Linked DNA regions of Anas platyrhynchos: region 1 is linked to region 2. A link is a contact called in public Hi-C data. All regions are on one chromosome and are shown on one strand. The core of a region is the stretch at or near the end of the contact, and the rest is flanking DNA. Distances in the headings are between cores, read along the strand shown.

Region 1 (6,095 bases), core at 1,589-4,088, 150 kb after region 2:
GTGCATACAAACAGAAATTAAAAGGCTGTGGCAATTGGCGAATACATAAACGATGTTTCAGGCCACAGGGCATGCTTTCTCACATACGTTAGCACGTTAAATAGGCTGGCAAGACATTCTCCCTGCTTGAGACACCAGAGAAGTAACCATATGCATTTCCGAAGACAAAAAGAACAATTAAGATAATGCTTAAAGTGCAATTAGATATTTATGTAAAAAAGAACTATCTATAGAACGTCCAAGTCATCAAAAATGTCCAAGTCATAAAATTTACTTCTAAAACTAGAGAATATAATGCTCTTTCTACCCAGTTTTCCACTGTTGACATACATAGAGCAGCTACCCCAGAGCAAACCAATAAGTAAAAAAGCCCACATACACCACATTGCCAATACACAGCCATACTCATTCTAGGCTTTTTTTTTTTTCCCCTTCACTTGGGAGCAGCAAATCATGTTTATTTCTATGGCCAACATCTCCCATGACAGATGAAGCACAGCACCGTGCACTGCCAGGTTTCTGCCTTCAAGCACAGCCCGGCTGATGCCACCCCAGCCAGCAGCAGGACTGAGAGCTCAGCAAGGCTTTGCTGTGATGGCCTGGGTCAGCTGGCTGTGATCCATCTCAGGCTGCACAGAGCCAGGCTGCTGAGACTGGTAGCAGCATGGGTTACAGAAGGCACTGCTTCTGTTACTGAGCAGATGCAAAAGATGCAGGGTGCTCTACTGCCAAGGGTGAAGCCTGGCTTGGGGTCCTCCCAGAGGGTACGATGCAGGTAACGCTTAGGCAAAGGTGTGCATCAGCTGCTGGGCTGTGTTGAGGGCTTCTGTTTTAACAGGTCACGGTCAGCAGAGGAGCTTTGAGACTACACACGATATGGATGGACAACAACAAGAGCATCCTGCCAATGCTCACAAGGTGCTCGATGGGCGGCTGCTGTTAGAGTTTGTGAGACCTTTTGATGTGGGCTGGCCTGAAAAACTACAGGCACTTGTCTGAGAAAAGCCACAGGCTCTAATCACTGACCTAAGTTGGACATTTTCCAAAATACGTACTTAGAACCTCAAGCTGCTAAGTTTCACACTTTCTACTGCAAAATACTACACCTCTGAAAATGCTGAGATAAGTCAAGAGAGCTTTTGCACATTTTAAAGAAACTGGGCTCCAAATCTGGACTTCATGTTTGTCAGCCACATGAACTTCAAACAACACAGTGAGGACTCAGGTAATAATGGTATTCAAAACAGATAATAGAAGTTATACTATATGAAAAAGACTACTTAATTAGGCTACAGGAGGAGGAAGGGACACTGCATTGCCTATTTCATTACCAGAATACTGACTTTCAGTGTAAAAGCTAAAAATCACGCACACCATTACTCAGGCACTTTAAAAAAGACTGAAATACACTGACTTAACCAGTCAAGAATCTGTACTGTCATCATGTAAGGCTTGATCCTAGAAGTCTTCTGCATGTTGCCGAGGAAGTTTTTACAGTTTCGGACAATATCTATAACTGGATTTGTTGCGTGTTCAGAACACAAATGTATGATCAACGTGGCCCTTGCTGGCACTACCCACACACTGAGGAGCTGACAAAGAAAAATTGTGAAACATTAAAAGCCTCCAGTGAAATGAAATCTCTTAAACACCACTGGAAACTCCAATAGTCTTTAAGCAGATGAGAAAAAAAGAATGAAAAAAAAAGTTTTTAAAAGTTTAAAAGCTGTTAAAAAAAAGGTTGGAAAAATGCTACCGAGGTTTGTTCCACAGCAACCTAATACACTAATTCAACTCTGTTAGCCAAGAACATAATTCACAGATTAACAAATTAAAGCAATCATTACTTCTAACCCTGAACTCTTCAACAAAAGAGAAAACTTTTTTCATAATTTCCTTTTGATACTTTGCTATCCTAATTTATTTATAATTTGATGGAAAGTAAGATTGTACTATAGTAAGCAGAACTTGACATTCACACTTTTTAATAAACCAGATGTAAAATAAATTGTCAATGCTTTTCGATCTTTGAAATTTCTAAGAAAACATGAATAGAAACTTCATAGTAGTTCTGTAGGATGTCAGGCAGATAAATCATCACATTCCACTGAAATTATCTAACTGCAGAAAGGAGTGCCCTATCAATTGTCTTGTAAAGATATTAAGTAACAAATTTTTCTTTTAACAGATACATATCCCAATTTACCAAAAAAAATCAAGGAATAAAGTTGTAGTTCCAAACAACCCCATGGTGATATGAAGATAGTAATAAGCAACTACAAAAGTATGTATTTTAAAATATGTGCAGAAGACATGCTACTTTTTTAATATGAGAAATTAATTTATTTCATGCTATATGACATACAGCAGGTGTATAGATACATGTACATACCTACTAATAAGCACAACGCAGCTTATCTACAAATCCACCATTCACTGAGTATGATCAAACTGACGGTGTATAATGGCATTAAACACACTGACATCAGAGAACACTGAACCCGTCCAGGTGTCAAAAGTTTTTTTGTTTTTTTGTTTTTTTTTTTTTTAATCCAAAATATATGCTGCTGGTAACGTCATAAACACCGTGACGAATATGCTTCTTACTCTAAGCAAGATTTAAATGAAAAAAAATCATATACACATCAGTAATCACATATGCATACATACACACAAAGCGTTAAAAAAAACAAAGAAAAAACGGACACAAAAAGCCAGTGCTGTAACCACAAAATAACGTTGACATATTAGAAAATACCCACATAGTTTATATGCTACCATCATAATAGTGAAGAAATGCACTGGAATAAGTGTTCTGAAGATGTGTCATCCTAGCCAAGAAAAAAATACAGTTCAAAACATTCCTAAAAATTTTTTGTTGGCTGCTTGACAGTCTGCAAGTTAAAACCAGTGGAGCCTGGCTTTTGAGGTAACCTCCTCCCACTCTTCCTCCTCTTCCTTGTAAACTGCCCGTCATGGCCTAAACTCCATTCTATTTTTTACCTAACCTCTACCCAGCACCACCAGACTACGTAGCAAATACATGACAGTGGTCCCCCAGACAAGCTGACTTGATTCATCAGCAGTGAAAGTAATCATTACGTGAACGTTCCAGTCTGTGCATTATACAGAGCTCACATTCACTGTTTTCTTCTTCTCCAGTATTGTATTTAGGGCCATCTTTTTCAGCTCGCCTTATGTTTTTTTCTAAGCACATAAAATCCTGTGAGAATGAAGCTGGATGAATTTTTATGATACACTGTCATGCTCTGCTTTCAAATTAATTGGCTCATTTAAATTAACTGGTTATTTAAGACACTTATTGATACAAGCAGAAGCATCAGAGCCTAGGGTTTGCTTTTTTTTTGTAATATAAAAACAGATTCCCACAAATTCTTAATGAATTATATAATAACAGCAATACAAAATAGAAAGCACTAATGAAAATGGAATTAAAGAGACCTTCAGTACCTTTCACACAGAATGACAAAGTCTGTGTCCTGTGAACACCATGCCACGTTATTAAAAATTCACCTGCTCCTGTTCTTTTCTTTCATTTCTGAGAACTGGATGGATGGGAAAGAAGATACGCTCCTCATTAGAATAATTCTCATGCCTGCCTTTTATCTGTGCCTTCCAGCTTACAGTATTTTAAGAGTAAAAATAAAAGAAGTAAACTATATTAACTACACAGAACTATACGAGCTTTTTTAAATGACTGAAAAAGGCAACAGAATTAAATCCAAAAAGTAAAAAACAGCAAAGTTAAACCAAAAGGAAAGAGAGTTGTGTACATATAATTGGCAATACCTTCTGAAAAATCAAAGGGATTTGGTGTGCTTCAATCAAGTCTACAATCACATTGCTTTCCTAGACGTCTAATTCCTACACGTGTGTAAAGGGGTACAAGAAGAGTTAAGTTTGTTTTGTAACTGTAAAAGGCACCAGATAGATATATCCTTGGAAACTAATCCCCACAATATGAATAGGCACCGCCTGTGCTAGGGTTCTCTGTCCTACCCTGTCAGCAAAGCTCAGCCCTATCTGCGAGGAATGCTAGGAAAGAGGGGAGTTCTGCCTCCATCTCTGCTGAGATCTGGGATCTGGGTTTGTATTTTACTTCTAGGAGTGACCAAAAACCAAGTAGTGGATTAAAATAAATAAGTAAATAAACCAAGGAGGAAGAAATGAAGAGGTGATGACTGTGATGGCACCCCAGCCACAGCCTCCCCGCCGGCCCTGGTCCGTGGGCACAGGCACAGCGGCCGTGCCCGAGCTGGCCGCCTTCCAGCGAGCAGGTTGAGCACAGCACAGCACACCGCCACTGTGCCTCACCTCCACCTTCCCCACAGGCCTGACGGCCAGACTGGCCCCGTCCCACACTCATCTCACTGCCTCTGCACCGCCCCAGGTGCTGCTGCTGGGCCTTGATATCCCTGCATATCCTGGTGAAGGGCCCGAGAGCACAACCATTGCACCGCAGCACGTTTCTTCAGCCTCGGGACAGTTCCTTTTTTCTCTAAATCTGAGGGTTTTTGACTACATTAATGCTGTGTGTATGTAAGCACGTGCACGCAGAGAGGACAATTAGTTAGTTCATGTTAAAAGATTAGTATTTGTGAAACCCGTTAACAATCCCAGCTGAGACTGTGTGCTAACACAAGTCTGAACCCTAATGGGTCTCTGGACGCACTCGTGCCCTGCCAGCAGCGACCGGGCTGGAGACAACAAGCGACCTGAAGCTGCTGAACAACACCGAAGCTATCAGATGGCCGTAACAATTTGTAAGCACAAGTTACCAACATACATGGATTTGCAAAAGCTCAGTCTTTGACTCAACATCTACCAACCACGCAGTGTGAAGGTCAGTTCTTTTGGAAGAACTTCTTCCCAGTAATTTTGCTGTCGGCTACTGGACCATGGTCCAATCAGCACAGGCTCATCAGCGGACACTTCTAAGCATGAAACACACGCTAGCAGCCCTATCCATGTAATCATAACAGTGCCACAGCATCCTTTCACTAGCGCTCCTATAGCACGTGATTCTTCTGCTCGGACTTGTAAATCGTATGTAGTTGGCTTCACTCTTGATCTGGGGAGCACACCTTGCAGCCTGGCTTCAGTGGTAAGGGATTAACGAGGAGCCAACAGTGCTGCACAGCAAAATGCCCCAGAAACCAAAGTTGTACACCCAGTGCAGTTTGCTGCCTTCAAAAAGAAGCACAACAAATGCATTATTCTGCAGAACGACAAAGGGAATCTATCCACCAGAAGAAAATCCTCCTTGTTTTCCCAAAGACAATGTCAAAGGATATTTTCCAAGTATTTTAATGCCTAAGGGAAAAAAAAAGTTGCTTCTTTGCTGTATCAATAATTTATTGTAGGTATGGAAAAGTTGTGTTACAGTAGGAAAGAAACAGAGTAAAATCGCATTTGATGTTACCACATCTTTCCACCTAAGCAAATTACGGTTTCATATGATAGAACACATTCTGAACCCACAACATAACAGTAAGTTGAATGGTAACCAAGAATTAGGGGATCAAATGAGATTTAGGTCAAGTAAACGCAGCCGTGTTTTGAATGGCAGCAGACTGACGTATAGGCCAACTGCTACGTATCAGCGGAGAATATTGCTTTTTAAAAAGCCTCGTTTCACCCTCCAATGGCAGTCAATAAAACTCAGCACTTAATTAGACAAAGGTATCATGATAAGCATACGTACATAATTACGGTGCATTATTAGCGCTGCTCGTTTGCTCAGAAGCAGCCACAAGCCTTATCACCTCAGGATCAAGAGGCGCAGCTCTGTCCACGTGCTCAGTGTGCTGCGTAACTTCTCGTAACCAGTGACTAAGGCTCAACACCCAAGCCAAACTGTCTCTATGCAACGTGCTTATTAAGAATTGAAATAATTGCTTCTTCACACTACGGTACTACTGGCGTGATTTTACACTGCGTGGCTACCGTAGGGTTTGGGGCATAAAGTTCTACTCTACACAAATTAATGAATCTCCGCACACTCTCCGATTTCAATAGGACAAGCAGACACATATTGATCGCCTGTATGACGAACAGAGAAGGTCAAGAAATGG
Region 2 (6,330 bases), core at 1,155-3,654:
GAATAACAAGTCTCAGGCAAAACAAGTGTATGTGCAAATTCACTGGTTTCTTATATCACATTCACCAGCCCAGTACCACCAGTTGTAGCTGACTGTACAGGACTTATTTACCATCGTTTTTCTTGGTTTTCCCCAGTTCCATTAACAGTAGTTACAACTCTCATTTTCATTTCTGTAAATTAGGCTTCAGGTTTAACAACCAACTGAGTTAACCTTTAAGGGTTAAAGATGTAATGCAGGCTTGGGTTAACAACTACTATATCTACTTAGATTTCCTTCGCTTTCACTTTCCTGTCACCATAATTATGGGAAAAATGTTTTAGAAGGCTCTATACTGCGGCATTTTACTGACCTTCTGCAAACTCCATCTAATTGAAATAAACAAGACTCAGCAGTGAAAGATTTGGGTTTTAGGAACAGCACATAAGGTTTGGATATGGACAGATGAGGCAGCTGGGAAACAAAATCATTTTCAAGAGATACCAATAACTAATAAGGAAAAATAACAGTTTGGCTTAGTAGTCTGCTTCTGTTGGACTACTCATTGAATTATCCCTTACAATTACATTGTTAAAATAACACATATTTGTTTCCTTATGGGGAGGAAAAAAGAGGAAAGAGTCATTAGAGAAGACAAATGTAAGTTCTCTTTCTCCTCAACATTTTTTATGCAAATGTCTCTATAGCCATTTATTTGAATCCTGGCTCAAGTCCTTGCTACACTATGAGGAAAAAAATGTTTGCCAATGAATTTTGGCATCTTACATTTTTAACTGTAAAATTGCTCACTGGAGTATTTCCATAACTGTCCTTTCACAAATCACAAACAATACTTTAATTTTGTACACATAATTTATAAACTCACTGATTACTCGCCACTCTTAAGGAATATACACATAGAAGTAGATTTGTAGCCTTAATTGGCATGCAGATTGTAGAAAGAACGGCTTTTGTTTTGCTGTACGGTACTTACAACCATGAATTTGAACAGAATCAAACCCCTACGAAAGCAAAATAAATATAAGTGTGACAACAAATGCATTTTTAGATCTCTCAATGGAGGCCAGTTCTGAAGCTGAATTCACAGGAGTAGGGCCTTATACCTTTTGTACAACCTGAACTAATAGGTGATTTTCCTGGTGAGCCTCTAACTGTGTAGCTCTAATATCAGGCACAGGGCAAAATGTTAAGTAGTAGCAAATTGAGACAGATTCCTCACACTGCTTTGTTATTACAACTGCATCAAAGTGCAGCTTGGCATGAATGTCAAGTGTCACTGCCCCAATTAAAAACAATACATACACAACTCTTAAACATGGTATCGAGTCATAAAGAGAAAACAATATAGAATGTTAGTGATAAAAACAAACGAGTTTCCAAACCACACATTATAAACACAGCCTTTTCGCTATTTTATATTCCTTTGTTCTCACCCGTGTCGTTCATTCTACATTCACCTATAGAGGAAAAAACAATAGCTTTCCACGTATTTTTATGTATTAATATTTATTACAGATATCTGACAAATACAAATACCTGTGGTAAATATTTCCTAAGGCAGCACTTGCTTATCTGTCATGCTCCCCTTCCTCTTGAAGCATTGTGCCTTTAAGGTTGTCAGGGCAAAAATCCTGGCTTCTCCTACATGCTCCCTTTGCTTCCCCTTGCAGTTCAGTGGGAACAGGGACACTTTGTGGCTGCTCACACAATGCATACAACCAACGACCCAGGCAGGGTTAGAATTTGCACACAATTGTTTTGGCATGTCCATTGTGGGATGCTGCCTGGTCTTTGTATGATCTGAGCCAAAGTCACTGAAATCAGAAAGGTCCAGTGACTTCAGTGGATTTTTAGTCAGGCTCCTCACGGCATGCAAGCAGCACTGTCTTCTAATAGCTGTCAGGGACTGAAGTTTTAAGCGGTATTGCACATTTTTCCTGTCAAATTCTGCTGTCACCTTGAAAACAGAAGGCTGTAAATGCAGACACATTTTCCTGTTTGCTGCAGGAATCTGCGCACCCCTGGCTTGCTGACTGAGGTAGCTGAAACACCACAAAACCCATTTAAGCAACGCAACGGGGGCCTCAGTGCCACAGCGGAAAACTGTGCAACGTGTCTCAGAGTCTGCAGGTGGTAGGGCAGAACAGGGTTGAGGTACAAAAGGGCACCAAATGGACAGAAACTGAGGATGGGTGGCTGGTGCATCTGGCTGTCGAGGGGCATCGCTGGGCGAGCTCCAGTGTGCCGGTCGGCCATCTCAGTGGTCCCCATGGGTGTGTGGGGCTGTGGTGGCAGTGGGGGTAGTACTTATACTTACTTCGTTGATGCTGATCTCAGCCTCCACATACTGGAGCCCTTTCTGGAGGATGGAGATGAGTGCAGCAGGTGGCACTAGTGTTCCGTTGATGTTGGACTGACTGATGTGGCTCTCGATACCGAACGTGAAGGCCGAGTGGGAGAAACCTGAGAGCAGGAAAAGGAAGCCATGACATGAAATCTGAACGCACCAGCCAGATACACCTTCACGGTCTAAAAATAATCCTGCCTCAAGATCAGAAAGACGCTGCAGCATAAATGGGGGAAGGCGGGCGGGCTGCAGGCGACCCAGAGGTTAACGAGAGCCATCCTGGCGCCCCCACCACCTCCTGTCCTGTCCTGTCCTGTCCCCCTCCCCGCACGCCTCGTCTCGTGGGCAGGCGGCGTCACATGGAAATGGCAACGCACACAGAGGAGAGGAGAGCCGGCTGACTGAAAACCAAAACACAAACATGAAAAAATATGAGTCACCGCAAGGGCAAGGCCAGCTAATAATAAAAATGACTCGGATCTTCATCTTCCTTTCTACGCTTTCGTATCGGTGCTTCCTGAGGCTACAGACTCAAACCCCTGTCAGCGCGCAGGCTGTACAAAATCAGGGCCCCGATGCAGCTCACACAGGGGAGCCGCTCTCTTGTGCAAGGGAAGAGGTTTCAAATCCTCTGGTCACCACATTTATCGCTAACACGACATGCAGAGAGCTGCCATTAAAACACGCAACAACAGAAAGGCCTCTCCCGCAAACCCGTTTTCTGAAAGTGAACAGTAACAGCAAGCGTAATTAATCGCGATCAGCAATGATCAAAACAGCAGATGATGGCCCAACTCGGTGGCCTTTACTTCAACTATAATTCTTTCTTTTTGACATTTCATTTTTGTTGTTGGCCTAGACGTAACCAGTCTCGAAGTGGATCAGTTTTTGGGAGCTGTGCTGTCATTGCCACGAGGACTGGCTTGAGCGTCCGAAGGCAGGCGCCACAGACGGACCGCGCACAGGCGATGCGGGGGGAAGGGAGCACAGGATGTAGATATAACCGTAGGAACCCATTTATCACCACGCTGTCTCCAGAGCATTAATCTAACATTAAAAGCCTTGGGGAAACCACCCATGCGCTGTCTCGAACAGGAAGAGCCCTAGCAGTCTCCACCGACCAGACAAGAGGAAAAAAAAAAAAAAGAAGAAGAAAAAGAAGGCAGCTCACAAATGAAAATACTTCCGTTAAATATAGCTACGCCGCTTCCCCTTGTCAACAGTGGTTTCATTTATAGTTTTGTCCGTTAAGGGATTTCCCCCGTATCACTGCAGTGTCCGATTGTGTGTGGGCTGGCGGATGGGATTTGGGGCTTGCTCCACAGCACTGCTTTCTCTCCCTCTCTCAAACTGTTTTCAAGGCTCTTTTTGCAACCAGCTCAATTACACTCGCAGGCAGCAAAAACAAAGAAAAAGAACGCCTCCCACGTGTGAAAACTGAGGTACGTATTTCTCCGTGATTCTCTTCCCCTACACATTTTATTTCGACGCTGTTTTTCTTCTCTTCCATGTAACAGCCTCTGTCCTCTTCTTTCCCTACCATGCCTCCCCTTCCTAGTACTTCCCCAGTTTTTTGGGATGTTTGGGGACACCTTTTAGAAAGTGTCAGCAGACTTACAAATGATTACAAGGAACGAAAACAAAGCATAGGAAAAAAAAAAAAGAAAAAAAAACTGAAAAATTGCAGTATCATTCATCTAATCCCTGGACCCCTCTTACTCTGTCTTGCTCTTTATGTCTTGTGGTCTAGTTTATGAGCTGCTGGACCTCCTGCTGCATCCAAAATAGACTGTAAGATCTGCAGGGCAGTGCTTTTGCCTTGTTATTTGTTCTGCAGAACATCTAAGCACATTTCTGGGTACCACAACAAGAAGGAAATCGAGCATTGAGCATACACAGCCTGAGTCAGGGAGACCTAGGGTTTGATGGCTGAACACTGAGATCTCTATGTATGTATAAATATACGGCATGCAACTAATCAGAATTAGGGAAACAGATCCTGCTTAATGTATATTTATGTGTATTTAAATTAAACAACAACAGTAATAATACCTTCTTGAAAAGCAGTGGACTTTAAAAGGCATGACGGATTAATCAGCCAATCTACTTAAAAATGCAGAAGACTCAGATAATTAAGCTGTTGTCCAGAAGCACTGAATTTCACTGCTAAAAGAGACAGTAGCTTATCTGTGAGTTGGTAGCTCAGAATTTTGTAAAATGGTCTCTGATTTGATCAAAAGGCAGGTAGCATTAAAATGGCCAACAACACACATATGGTAAAAAAGTGGAAAGCCATGACTGTGGATCTACAGCAGCCTTAATTTTAGCTATGACTTTGTACCTGTCATTAGTACATTTGGTATCTTGCAGACTTTTAGCTGGCTTCTGTCACATCTCATTTCAAGTCACATCTTTGCCAGCAGACGGGTTAATGTTGCATACAGCTAACCTCTTCGGCCAGTTGCCACATCCCTGAAGAGCAACACCTCTCACCTGACTGCGTGTGGGAAAAGGGACTTCTCAGCACAAAACCTAGAGGTGTTATTGAAATGAATCCTTTCATTTGACTGTTTTTCTCCATGATAAGAAACCGTTACCAAAGCATTCAAGAGATGACAAAACACAAAACTCTTGGCTATGTTCTCACAGAATAGCAATCTCACTCACATCTCCAGCACTTGTGACAAATTTTCCCAAAATCTTATCTGGTAAGATCAAAGTACTGAAAATCAACAGAGTGGAACTGCTTAAGTGGGTGCCGCTGGACACTGTGTTCCTCACTCCCCTTGGAAAAATCCTAACATAGCATGGTCCTAACATGGTATTTAAAAGAAAAGCAAACACCAAGAAATAACTCAAACAAACAACTGATAGCTAATTATCTCCCAATTTCTTGTATCCTGATAAACCACAGAATTTATATAATGCAACATGAAAGTACATGGATTTTAAAAGTCACACACAGTTAAGAAAATCCTGAATGAAGCTGTACCCACGTCAGGTTCCTGATAACACTGAAAAATCACTTGAGCTTCACTTTTATAGTTACCAGATGTCATCAGTTCTCTTTGGGGCTCTGTGTGCGAGTGCACTGAATTATATAGTGATGTTGCAGCTCTTTATAGTTCAGTCATATAAAAAGGTGATTTCTATTAAACGAAGGCAAGTTTCTTTTAAATGCTAGCTATTTAAATGCTTGTGTTACAAATGTTAACTTGGCCCTCCTTCTGAAGTTCATGAAACCACATTAGGAAGCGCAAAGCCAAGAAACCAGCACACCACCCCCTCGGTGACTGTGCAGGCTGTCAAGGCAGTCAGGGAGCGAGAACAGCAGGAGAACGTGCTCAGCAAACGGGAGTCTTAGGGACAGATGTGACAGGGACGATATGCAACAGCAGACCAAAACTCGAAATGCTGCAGTCGCAGGGAAATGAATGAAAGAAGGAAGTTGCAGATCTGTGTCCACCATATGTATCACTTCTCATAAATTCTCTCAGTCCAGTGATTATAACAATCACTCTATAAAACATTGATTTATACCCAAATAGCACCAATAACCGAAGTCTTAACGTCGTATATCCTTTGAGGACATATGCTATGAGACTCTGAGCTTTTAAGATTGAAGATGTGAATACAAAGAGCTGAAAGGGAGAGACCATGGCCACATCCTGAACTGGTTTTGCACCAGTGAGACCAGTGAGTCACTTCTGCAGTGACGGGACTGCTACCCTAAATGTCATCATTCAGCAGACTTGAGAGGATGGCTTCACGGTCTTTCCTGCCTCAATCTAGAGAAAAGATGGGAAAACACAAACTGTCCAAAATACAATGTTTAAAATATTACCATACATGAACAAACATCCGGATGAACAGTGGGTTACCTGCAGGACTTCGTATGATCACCTTAAAGGAAGGTGATGTATCAGCTGCTGGACAGTTGGTCTTGAAAGATTTTACGGAGCATAAAAGCACAGAGGACATAA

What was found. A called contact is a pair of places that touch in the nucleus more often than the background predicts.
Region 1: a Hi-C map of subcutaneous adipose tissue shows a contact between it and region 2, with 2.1 times the contacts expected there. The contact joins two enhancer-like sites. A contact is called at or near these places in 4 of 8 Hi-C or Micro-C datasets (liver, skeletal muscle, small yellow follicle and 1 more).

Annotation. Positions count from the first base shown.
Region 1 is chr1:131,968,218-131,974,312 of IASCAAS_PekinDuck_T2T, forward strand. The region is part of intron 1 of TBL1X (transducin beta like 1 X-linked); the gene reads right to left. Among named protein-coding and RNA genes, the nearest start is that of TBL1X, 48 kb to the right of the region's middle. Within about 2 kb of position 2,839, at least 1 of the 8 cell types and tissues checked has an H3K27ac peak or open chromatin away from gene starts, as enhancers often do. A contact at or near this core is called in subcutaneous adipose tissue, where this site is marked.
Region 2 is chr1:131,815,402-131,821,731 of IASCAAS_PekinDuck_T2T, forward strand. TBL1X (transducin beta like 1 X-linked) reads right to left here. Exons shown (of 17, transcript XM_072029631.1): 5 at 2,318-2,463. Among named protein-coding and RNA genes, the nearest start is that of GPR143, 66 kb to the left of the region's middle. Within about 2 kb of position 2,405, at least 2 of the 8 cell types and tissues checked have an H3K27ac peak or open chromatin away from gene starts, as enhancers often do. A contact at or near this core is called in subcutaneous adipose tissue, where this site is marked.